2 separate regions of the Hordeum vulgare genome follow, and region 1 is linked to region 2. The links are chromatin contacts, called in public Hi-C maps. All regions are on one chromosome and are shown on one strand. The core of a region is the stretch at or near the end of the contact, and the rest is flanking DNA. Distances in the headings are between cores, read along the strand shown. Region 1 has its middle 470 kb from the start of LOC123448505. Region 2 overlaps LOC123448504 (transportin MOS14).

Region 1 (6,032 bases), core at 1,886-4,385, 580 kb after region 2:
TCATGGTTATAAATATATGCAAATGCATGCATATTTATAACTGTAACCCTTTCGAACGGGAGACGCATACTGGTCACGCATACTGATAAATTAATTTAATTACCTATATCTAGCTAGTTTCATCCAAAGACCGACCCACATCAAATGAAGGGGCGAGGAGGAGATGACATTTGTACTCACCCACGAATGAGGACGACGCAGGTAGGACGGCCGTAGAGGAGGAGGGGGCGCAGGGAGGAGGCGGTGTGCTGGGAGGAAGGGGCAACGCAGTGGTTAAGGAGGGAGTCATGAGGAGGAGGAGGGCGTGGCGCTGGAGGAGAGGGCGGTGGTGGCTGAGTGGGCGATGGTGGAGAAGGGGCGAGCTCCGGCGGCGGTGGTAGATGAGGAGGTCCCTGCAAGGAAGAGGGGGCGTGGTGGAGGAGCGGGCGTAGGGAGGAGGAGGGCACGGTTGTGGCGCAGGGAGGAGGAGGGCGCGGCGGCACGAGGAGGAGGAGGCCGCGGCGGCACAGGGAGGAGGAGGGCGCGGCGGTGCAGGGAGGAGGAGGGCACGGTGGCGGTGGTGGTTTCGGGGGTGAGAGAGAGGGGTGTGGGCTGGGGCGTGACGACCGTTAGGGGAGAGAGGCACATGAGGGTGGGGGGCGACGGCCGTTAGGGCGCATACTCTTTGCCGTCTGCCCCCCCGATGGCACAGAGGAGAAAAGCAGACGACAAAGAGAGAGCCCGTTAGGGGGGAGAGAGGGGGTGTGGGGTGGGGCACCCGTGCTCTTTGCCGTTTGCCTGAATGCTCGTTACCGCCAGCTGGCAGACGACAAAGAGTTGGCTGATGGCAAATAGTATCTTTGCCATCAGCCTGCTCTTTGTCGTCTTGTTTTTGGTAGCTGATGGCAAAGAGGGTCTTTGCCATCAGCCAACATACGACAAAGAAGTAGCAGATGGCGAAATCTCCGATTCGAGTAGTGAAGTTAGAATATTCATACTAGTTCCCTAAGCAACCAAATCTCATGGACGAGATTTCTTTAAGGGGGGAATGTTTGTGACACCCTTGATTTTTGCCCTTTCTTTTTATTTTGAATTTCTTTAAGATTTTATTTAAAATTGCTTTTCTGTGGTTGTGTGGTCTAGAAACTTGGGAAGATCATCTCTTCCTAGTCTCCAAAGTGTCTTGTCATTCTGAAATCCTTCCCAAGACCATGTCATTTCCATCTTATCTCTAAGCCATATTCACTTTATTGGAAACATTCCTTTTTCTATTAAAGGAATAACTCTATTTGCTCTAGGTTGTGAAGCAACCTATATTTCCGTCTCTCTTAAAATTCCGAAATAATTTTCATAAATTGTTTGGGTCATATCTTCCTCAAATATGTCAAAATCCTTCCTTGTCTAGTTCAGAAATAATTCAAGGATATTCCTTTTCCTATTCTGCACTGAATGACACTTTGTGAAGGAAGTGTCATTTCAAGATTCTTGTTTGATCTAAAAAATTTGTGGACTCTTTCCTATCCATATTAGGGCATCATGCCAAAATTCAACCTCATTTGCTTAGTAGATTTTCCTTGTCTATTTTCCAAAAAAATTGTCTTGAAAGGAACTTTGTGAAGGAGGTACTAGCTAGGATGATCCAAATGATTTGAAATTTGGACACGGCCTTTATATGCTCAAATAATAGCTGTCCTCCAAATTTGAGCATTTCTCCTTTATCCATGTGAGCCCAGCATTAACTATTAGTTTCCGGTCATTTTCCAGTTTGTGAAGCAACTATATTTTATATTGCATCATTATTTTAAAAAAATTACCAGGACCTTCTTCTATCCATATCTCTCGCCTGCTCCAAATTGGGATCACGTCACTGAGGCAATCTTTCCCTAGAATTTTTCTTAGTTGTTTGTCCATAGAGATGCGTTTTGAAGGAAATACCATTTTGGTGTATCTAGTTGGTATGCAATTTGGGTAGTGTGTTCATATACCCAAATCCTTCACAATCCAATCAAGCATGTGAGTGTGTTTTCCTATTTCGTGTTTCTAACCAGCAGGGTACATTGTTAATGAAGTACCAGCTAGGCATCTCCTTCTGAGCTAAAACTTGGCCAAGAGTCACCTTAGTAGTTTATCAAGCTCAGCAAAAGTTCAGCATATATCCCCAGTTGCATATCCCCCATCAAGCAACAAACACTTTGCTTTTCGGTTGTCTTTGAGCAAGTTGTGATCATATCCATAGTTCTTGTGCTTGTTCATTGGCTATTTGGCATTCAGTGTTGAATGACCTATCGCCCAAACATAGTTTGGCCGATCAAAAGCACGGGTCATCGTCGAGCTCACATGGTGACTGCATGCCTGGCATGCCTATCCGCACAATCTCATAGATGGACCCCCTTTGTTTCGTCTGTGTGCTCGCAAGTTCATGACACCTACCTATGTCTAGGAGCATCCCTTCGTCGTCGCCTTCACTCTAGACCCCTCGCCCCCTCTCACGTCACCTACTACGCGGTGCTATGGCCGCACCCCTAACCTGAATCTCTATGGCCCCGCCATGGTGTGTTACCCACGTTGCCCCGTACCTTCTCGAGCTCTCCTGGGTCTTCTCTCCTCCCCGTGGAGCCTCTAGACTTGCTGCCCCTCCCCTCCGCGTGACCGGTTCGTGCCAGAGCGCCGACAGATGCGTCACCATGACCGTCCTCGCCCCTCCTCGGTGGCCGGCTATATATAGCCTCCCCCGTGTCTCCTAACCTCACCAGTAGCCCCTCCACTCAATCTTAGTCCTCCCCGACCCCTCCAACAAGATCAAAGAGCTCCAATTCCCCTACCATGGTCGTCATGGCCGCCTCGGCCTTGGCTCAAATTCTAGCGAGCTGGAGCACCATTCTCTCTCCAACCCTCCATGTAGCTCTCCCCTAGTCAAGGCAAGTTTCCTAGGTGCCCAAGCTTCCCGTCCCTACGACCGGGCCACTCGCCTCTGCGGCTCCCGAATCAGCCGCCCGCCATGGACGGTGCCATGAGAACCTCGGCCCTCCCACGCAACTCTAGTCGGGCCTCCCCGATGCGGAGCTTCACGGCGAGCACTCCGGTGGTCCTAGCTCCACCGGAGGTATCCGGAGCCTCCGGGGCCAGCGCCGGCAGCTACGCGGCCTCGCCCCTCCTCTGTCCCGTGTTCGGTTGACGGGAGGAAGTAGACCGCCACCATCGAGCCCCACCTCCTCGCGGGCCGCTCAAGTTAGTCGCCGAGGCGTTGACCGAGTCGCTAACGTGGATAACTGAAGACGTATTCCCTGAAATACGTCTTCCACCACCGAAAGCGACTTCTAGGTCTTCTTCGGGCACAATGCATTTTTTCTTCTCTCAAAGTGTACTTATCCTAAAGGCATTTTGTGTTTTTCAACCACGGGCTTGTTTGGTCATTGATCTTCGATCGTCCGTATCTTCGCACCCGTAACTCTAATTCGGGTGATTGCAAAGCCCTTGTTTTGATATTGTCAAGCCTGTTCTGTTGGTATCATTTGCAATATATTTTCCCATACTGGAAATGACCATTTTTTCTTTGTCATTGATTAGACCCTCCAAGAGAGAAGTGTTCCCGACGAATCTTTCCGCGAGTCCCTCGCATTTCTTCATGGTGAATCCTTCATCCTCAGGCAAGCACGACAGCCACTTGCAGGATGGCCTTGAAGTATCCATGGTTTCCACATGAATATTTAATATTTTTTTGCTCGGTTACAATTGTTATTTCTGTTTCGGTTATGCTTATGGATCCATACTTATCATCATGCTATGCTCTTATGCATCCTGTTAGTTATGTGAGTACTTGCTAGTGTTATTCTCATCTGTCATGCTTGTTATTATTACATGCTCGTGATAGTAGAATTCATCTAATGCATTAGCATCACGAGTACCTATGATATGCATGATAGTCGCTATGCCGTGTTCATCAGCATCCACAGTACACCCATAGTTACCTGTATGGGAAGGCCTTAATGCGGTCTATTGTCATGCCTCTCGCTGGTTACTCCAACTAGGGAAGGGTATGTGCGCGCGTTACCCCGATCAGGTATGCAGCCATAAGCCTTGTGTGCTCGTGTTAGTATTGAGATCATGTCCCCATTAGGGACCGTATTTGTTTCGCCACGACGCTGGCCGGTGGATGTCCACAGTAGCATCGGGGCCACCCATGACTTAGACCAAAGGGGAATTTGTCTTACTGGTCGGGAGAGTGTCATGCAATAGATTGGTTTTGTCAGAACGATGTTGGTCCACCCGAATGGGAGCACAAGGCCTTGGGTTGTGTGGTGTGGGTACAGTGTACTAACATGTGTATAGTGTGTGTAATCTATTGATAGACGCTCCCGCAGATATGGTCCCGGTAACACTATGAATAATAACCTAGTTAATAAATAACCCTGGTTTGATGAAGAAAGAAGTTGGTTGATATTTATGTGATCATGAGAGGATCAAAGTGGTATGATGGATACCGAGGTTGGTTAATATTTTGGATACATGTGGTGATTACGAGGTAACCCCGATCAGAGTAAGTTGGAATATGATAGTTTAAACATGCGGCATTCTAGTATCATCATGTTCTTATCTTCACGCCATGCTCATTTCGTATTGTTCTAGAGATATCATGTTCATCATTGATCTTTAACTCGTAAATGCCATGTTGTTGTTTGTCTTGATTGCTTTGGTTGATGTGAGCTTGCGAGCACATTCAAACTACTCACCTAGCATGTCATGTCAGTTTGCAGGTCATACCATGATTGATTGCTTGACGAGTTGGCGAGCTATGATAAGCATTCTAGTCAGCGTCCCTGCGGAGTGGAGTACATCAGCGTCATCGTTGTTCCGCTGCTAGAAGTTATTCCGCTACTTCGAGTTGTTCTGCTCCAAGCATAGAGCTACCTGAGAGGGCATAGTGTCATCGTGCCGATGTAATCTGTTGTGATATTGGAACCATTGTATGTGTATCATTTGTAATAAAGAGTTGATTTGTTCTATGCCAAGCAGTGTTGTATTCCACACACTAATCTGAGGGCTAGAATACGGGGGTTCTGGTTTCTCTGAGCCAGGGTGCCACAATCGGTGACCACCTTGGTGGGTTGTCTCCGATAACTCCTTGTTGATACTTGCAGTCAGCATGACCCTACCTTCCTATGAGGGTTGTGCGGGTGGGAAGTGGTTAGGATGCTAACAATTTCTACGCAAGTGGGATGAAAAAATGCATGGTGACGAAAAGGAAATTATTTCAAACACTTTTCGAAAACCCAGTCGGGTGCTACTAATCCTCGAGAGAGATTGTGTTGATCTAGGTAACCAATCGAGAAAGAAGCATCGTATCAAGGCAAGTGAGTGTGTTGTTTTTGACATCAGATTGGTTTAAGTTGCGACCGTAACTCCAAACTTACGTGTGCGACCACGATACCCCTATATGAGACCGGGCCTTGTTGATTACCTTTGTCGATGCTAGCGGAGAGCCTCATTAATTGTGAGGGAAGAGCCGAATCACTCTATCGATGTAGGGTCATGCAAAGTAGGGCGATCATGGGCTGTTTTTACACACACCGGGCACACCATTGTGTCCCCTCATGGATGGTACAATCTTGAGCGAGTCTCGTATGTTGTACATCATGAGGATGTGGACCAACGAGTGGACTCTTTGTTTAGTGTTGCCAGGGGAAAGGTATTGTTCGGTTACTTATCTCGGGTATGTAATATACCACGAGTCGTAGATGACACGGAAGTTCCCCGAGCCTTGTGGGTACAACGCAAAAACCTTGGTAGATTGTACAACTAATTGAATAGCCATGTCCACGATCAAGCACAGTTGGATGACCTCTCTTGGGATATGTCCATGGTTTCCAAACTTGGTGTGTGTGTGAAAAATACGGTACTTGAGCTAAGTTAGATGACTTGACATGATGAATGAACATGAGATGTTCAACCCTTGCTTATGATCATATGTGTACCTTATTTGTATGGATATCTGCAACTTCTTGATGTGTGCTTTTGGAAGTTGACCGGCCATGGCATTGCACTCAAAATGAGCT
Region 2 (5,915 bases), core at 773-3,272:
CATTTTGTTATGTGAGGTGTCAAAACTGGCCATGGTGTTATGCTCGCACCTCAAAGCCTTTCAATAAATTCTGGAATCTGGAGCTTGTCTGCATTTTCCTGTGGCATAAGCTAACATGCTGATGCCCATATTGTTACTAAGTCGACTATTAATTCCTTAGCATATTGATGATGCTACTTATAGTAACTTGCTTCTGTTCTTCCGTTTTAGTACTACAGACATACTTATGATTTGATTGTTGTTCTACATACTACATACTCCCTCCGTCCCAAAATAACTGTCTCAAGCTTAGTACAACTTTGTACTAGAGCTAGTACAAAGTTGAGACACTTATTTTGGGACGGAGGGAGTATTTCTTAAGTTTACTCTAACCAGAGATAAATTAGGTGATCATAGAAATGTTTCAGAATATTGTTTTTTTTTCTTCCAACAGGTACATAAATCTGCAACAATGCTGCAGCAGTTGGCGGCATTGTGTAGCCTCTGCGAGAGAACAATGTGGAAGGGGATACTTTGTTGGGATTCCCTTTGTGGGTGGCTGCACACAACGGTACGATTTTTATGATCACTGCTTTGCTGTAATTATGCTAGGCATGCCTTGATGCTTTTCTCATCTTCGTTTTTAGTTCCATAACTTTGAAAATATCATATGCTGTAATCTGGGCCATCCGCTTACCGTTTGTCTCTTCCAGATTCGAAAGGTTTAGCAGCCCTATTTCGTGCAGACTATTTTTTTGTGACTGCTTCTAGTGTTTACTGTTTAAACCTAACTAAGGGCTTGTTTGGTTCCTTGAAATTTGATGGGGTTTGGAGGGGATTGAAAGGGATTAAATCCCCTACAAGTTAAAATCCACCTCAATCCCTCCAATCCTCTCCAATCCCCTTGTGGGAGAGATTAACCAAACAAGCCCTAAGGGTGTTCAATACTTGACATTTGATGCAAGGAGAATCTGTGGATGTAGTTGTAAAATATGGTCATGTTAGTCTAGTCGCATGCTGCAACCTGGCACTGAAGATTTTTTGCTACCTTCCTGAGTTCTTGTGTTGTATAGAGGCTAAATGTGTTGTAGTAATACTTCTTACTTGTATATTTGCTGCTGAAGCTTACTTTTGTATATCTCTTCCATTTAGCTGAATGTTTTAAATCTTGTTCAGGTGAGTTCTTTGTCCTCGGAATACCTAAGGCAAGGGGAAGCCGAGATGATAATTTCGTTATGGCTCAAGGTGCTTCAGGATGCTGCCTCGGACTATCTTCACAACAGGACTGGTGACAATTACAGAAACCATCCTGGTTACATGCAAGGAAAAGGTGGAAGAACCCTTAAACGGGTAATTCGAGATTTTGCAGAAAGCCGTCGAAATGTTCCCACCCCCTATACTGATAGCAGGTGGAGCTGAAGTTTGACGTAACCGTTTGGAATAGCTTCCATGAGATAAAGAAGGTCCTTGCTTTGATATGGAATGCAACGGCTCGCTTTGGTGGCACAGTATAGAATGTTGATCCCTAGGTTTTGTCTCTGTATTAAGGACGTGTTTGTGTCAAAAAATGAAACGCAAACGTAAATGCAAACAAATGACGGTGTTACTGTAAACGGTACAAAAAACTAAAAACTGTTTGGTTTCTGAAGTGTAACATTAATCCATATCGGCTCTTCTTCAAGAATTAATTAAGTGAAAGGAACCCAGTGCCCCCGTCGCCAACCCTAGGTGGCATGGGGGAAACCCACCTCGCCCTGATCTCTCCCTTCGACAGCAGCCCGAGTTCAAGCTGGTGAAGCTCGGGTTGTGATGGCGGCTGCGGGGTCTTCTTCCCTTGTGAGGTTGTTCCTCTCATGGCGGCGATGACATGGAGTTCGGTGACCTGGTAGCAGGTGGCGTGGTGCTACGGGATCTCGACTGCAGAAATGGCGGCAGCGACAACGGTGGCGCGACCTTCCTGTGGGGAGACGTCCTTGTAGTGGCGGCCGGAATCTCGGATCTCATTGAGCCTAGATGGGCTTTGGTGGGCCGACGAGTCTGGTATGCGGCAGGCTGGCGTGGGGCCTGGCAAAGCTGGCTGCTTTGGCATCGTGGTGGTGCTGCGGCCTGTCAGGCGGTGACAGTTGGATCTTGTTGGTTTTTCGGCAGAGAAGGCCGCGATCCGTGCACAAAAAGCTGGATGGAGTTCTTCGAACATATCTGGATGGAGTTCTTTGAACAGATCTGGGTGAAAACCTGCTCTTGGCTAGATGCCCAGGCCGACGACTGCGACGTTGTACGCTGTCGTTTCCTTCTTGAAGGCATCGCCGTGGAGAAGTTATAGACCATTATCTGCTACCTTCGGGGAGAATCCTTGATCGATAGATTAGAAGACGACGGCGCACTTGCGTCGTTTCCCCCTTGGGCTGTCATTCTTGGAGGTGTACACCGGCTCGACGGACTAGTGGATGAGATCTTTGGTGGAACGGTGCTTCATCATACATATTAATGTCGATGGATCTTGATGGCATGGCTCCCTGGAGATCAGGCGTCTTATGTGCAATGATGGACTTGCGCAGACGTTGCCTGGCGTCGTGGTGTCGTCAATGACAGCTAGACTGGATAAGGTAGATGCATCAGTACTGCTCTGAAGATGGATTGGTGGCAGGTGGCGGCAATGTCCTCTGAGCGTGCCCCCGGAGCGGTGGGTGCCCCATACCCGGCAGGTGGCTTGGTTGGGCCCTTAGGTCTTAGATGTTAGGTTTGGTTGCGCGATTTGTTTGGTATTAGGCCCACACTATCAACATCCCTTCATCAACTGGATAGGAGTAGCGACACATGTTGCCTAGACGGTGGCTTCAGTCTTAGTGTTGTATTATTTTATAAGGTCTTCTGTGCCAGGGGTTTCCTTCTTTTCAAAAAAATAATGCATAGGGTATGCGCAACATCACAAGCATAAAAGCAATCTTGATAGAAGCCCTGTGTCGATGTACTTTATCGTGAGGCTATGACAGTGCACGGTTGGCTAAGGTAGTTGAGCGCCTTGTCGAGGACAACGTTGTTGTTGGTTGTGTGAGGAGGCTTGTCGGTCTTCATGGAGGCAAAGGGGTCGGTGGCGGTGGCGGCGGGGTCTGATAGGTCAATCTTTGGGGTCTGTGCTTGGTGATGTATTCGACCGGCTCTTCATTGTCTCGGTTGTTGCGCTGTCGAGAGGGTTCATCTGTGACGGGGGTGGAAGCCGATGAGGTGCTCGATGCAGAGCGCGTTGTGGTACTCCTTTGGTAGTTTGAGGCCTAGAAGGCGGCGCTGATCTGGGTGGACGGCCGTGTAGGGAGTTGTTGGTCGACCCGGCATGAGGACGAATGCGAGGTTAAGGACGAGGTAGGCGGTGTTCTCGGTAGTGGGATAGAGCCACTCGTGGCTGCTCGTGCCTGGTGAAGATGGAGATCGTCTTGTGGGGAGCCGGGGAAGGAGGCGACCGAAGCTGATAAAAGGGGCATAATGATGTATCGTATTGATGGTTAAGAACCAATAGATGTTGAGATCCCCTAGGGTTTTCCAGTCCTCTCGGCGGTGGTTGTCGTGAGCCCCTTGTCAACAAGGATGACTGTTGGACTTCCCTTTGATCTACAACCGCCCTCCCTGCATCGTTAGGGTTCCCCAAGACCTATGTGGTATCTCAGGTTGTTGATTGGAGGTTTTCTGAGAGACATACCAAGATTTTGAGTGGGATGTCAAACTTTGTGGAAGGATCGGGGTCGAAGGGCCTAGTAGAGGAAGATTCAAGCAAGCTTATGGAGGGATTGCACTTACATGATGAAAAGATTGATGAACCGATATGAGAAGATGAGTTTCATGCGACAGAACAGTAAAGCAGCTAGCCCTAGCAAAACTTTCGACAAAGAAAAGTTTTAGTTAGAGTGCGCTAATTGTGACATGCGTGCGGCATGGAACCCGCTCAAGAGGTAGTGTGGAGGAGGATAAATTCAAACCTCTTTGCAATACAATTTTGCTACCCGCTAGATCGGAAGAATGCCATGTATCAAGGACCATGGTATTTCAAAGGTCGTGCTCTATGTTGGCTGAATATGATGGGTTTCCAAACCATGGGAAGGTCAATTTGGAAAGACTTGAGACATGGTGCTCGATCCATAAACTCCCCAATGGAGTCTTGAAGAACAAACCCTTACTGGAAAACTTGGCGAAACGTATAGGATAAGTGCAAGAAGTTCATATTATGGATTCGTATGGGAGTTCCTTCGAATTAGAGTAAATTTTGATGTGAACAATAAACTGGCATGTTTTTTGGGTTCACAGTAAAGGGTGAGATTGCATACTACCAAGTTAAATTTGAGAAGCTTTGGGTGCTTTTTCATGCCTATGGGAAGATGGGACATTGGCCTCAGGAGTGTGGTATGGGAGAACATGATGAATCAAATTTGAATGAGGTCCCTTCATTCTTTCTTCCAGAAGGGGGTGAGGCGGTTGTTGTGGTGCTAGTATTGGTCGTTCATCGGGTGCTGGTCGTGGGTATAGGAACATGAGAGGGGGTGGACGATCAGGCAGAGGCATGGATGGAAGATTTGGTGAAAGAGCTTGTCGATGGAATTATGATCATGTGAAGAACCCATCTGATCTGGATGGCTCTCGAAAGGATGGGAACACACTGAGTGATGGTACATCAGTGGTGCTAAGATATATGCAGTAAATTGACTGTTCTGCAAAAGGCAACCCAATGACAAAACAACAGTACCCCCAACCACATAAACACTTGAAGTGGGTGGGGCGTTGGTGAATATGTAGTTAAATTTGAACCTCCCCTTAAAGTAGTTTCTGCGGGAAAAGGTGGTGCAATTACTCCACAGAAAGATAACAATAAAAATAAGCCAATGACACGGGAGAACTATGAATATTCTTCATCTAAACAGGTGGGAGACGAATCGAAAAATGAAATGATATCGGCGGCCTCACATATCGAGGCTAAGCAAAAGCAATGAGAATCCTGCTACAACTGGCGTTGCCTCTTTGGGGTTGCGACGGTCTGGTCTTTGCTTAATGTGTTGAAGAGGAATGACCGAGACATAGTGTTTATGTCGGGAACTCACCTTAACGAGTGGCTGACGGAGTGTATTTGCCGCAAAGTTAAAAAGGATATAAGGAGGTGATTACGAGTGATGCCGCAACGAAGGACTTTTAATGATGTGGAAAAAGGAGGCAAACGTGTCTCTGCGCTTCAAAATGAATAATTTTATTGATGCATAAGCTGGACGAGGGCTTGAAATGGATGCCGGCTCATAGGTATGTATGGAGAACCAAGGATAGGACAAGCATCATACTTGGCAGTATTTAAGGGATTTACATGCTGTCGTTGATATGGCATGGTTTGTGATTGTGATCTAAATGCAATTCTATACCCCTTTGAGGAAGAAGGAGGAAATCCAAGACCTCATCACTTCATGCAAGCTTTTAGAGAGGCACTAGTGTTGGGCTAAGTCCCTCCAAATGGAGGTGTGTTGGCAGCCCAACATTAGCCCATAAGGCGTTGGGCTAAGTCCCTCCACATGGAGGTGTGTTGGCAGCCCAACATTAGCCCATAAGGCCAACACATGTCAACCGTTGATCCTCGCTGCATCCAACGGTTTAGAGCGCTTCCATGGGAAGGGAAGCAAGAAGGAAACCCTAGCCACTCCACCTGTGCTGGAGTAGGCTGCCATTCGTGAGAGTGAGCGAGAGAGAGCACACAAGAGAAAACAAAACATGTGAGTAGAGGGGAAGAAGAATAAGTGGATGTCCTGTCAAGATTTGTTGCATCTGACTAGACACTGTTCAACCGGGTGATTGGAGGATCAAGCAAACTTAGATCGACCTCAAACTTGGCGAGCTCATTCCATACTTTGATTACTTCGATCTGATTAGCTGGTTTGAGGCTTGGGTCACTGGAGCATCAGATTTGAGAG

The links. A called contact is a pair of places that touch in the nucleus more often than the background predicts.
Region 1: a Hi-C map of leaf shows a contact between it and region 2, with 4 times the contacts expected there. The contact joins two enhancer-like sites. A contact is called at or near these places in 2 of 6 Hi-C or Micro-C datasets (leaf and seedling).

Annotation. Positions count from the first base shown.
Region 1 is chr4H:267,905,821-267,911,852 of MorexV3_pseudomolecules_assembly, forward strand. No RefSeq gene overlaps it. Among protein-coding and RNA genes, the nearest start is that of LOC123448505, 470 kb to the right of the region's middle. Within about 2 kb of position 3,136, at least 3 of the 3 cell types and tissues checked have open chromatin away from gene starts, as enhancers often do. A contact at or near this core is called in leaf, where this site is marked.
Region 2 is chr4H:267,327,674-267,333,588 of MorexV3_pseudomolecules_assembly, forward strand. LOC123448504 (transportin MOS14) reads left to right here. Exons shown (of 21, transcript XM_045125415.1): 20 at 434-550; 21 at 1,156-1,643. The coding sequence ends at 1,398. Among protein-coding and RNA genes, the nearest start is that of LOC123448504, 63 kb to the left of the region's middle. Within about 2 kb of position 2,023, at least 1 of the 3 cell types and tissues checked has open chromatin away from gene starts, as enhancers often do. A contact at or near this core is called in leaf, where this site is marked.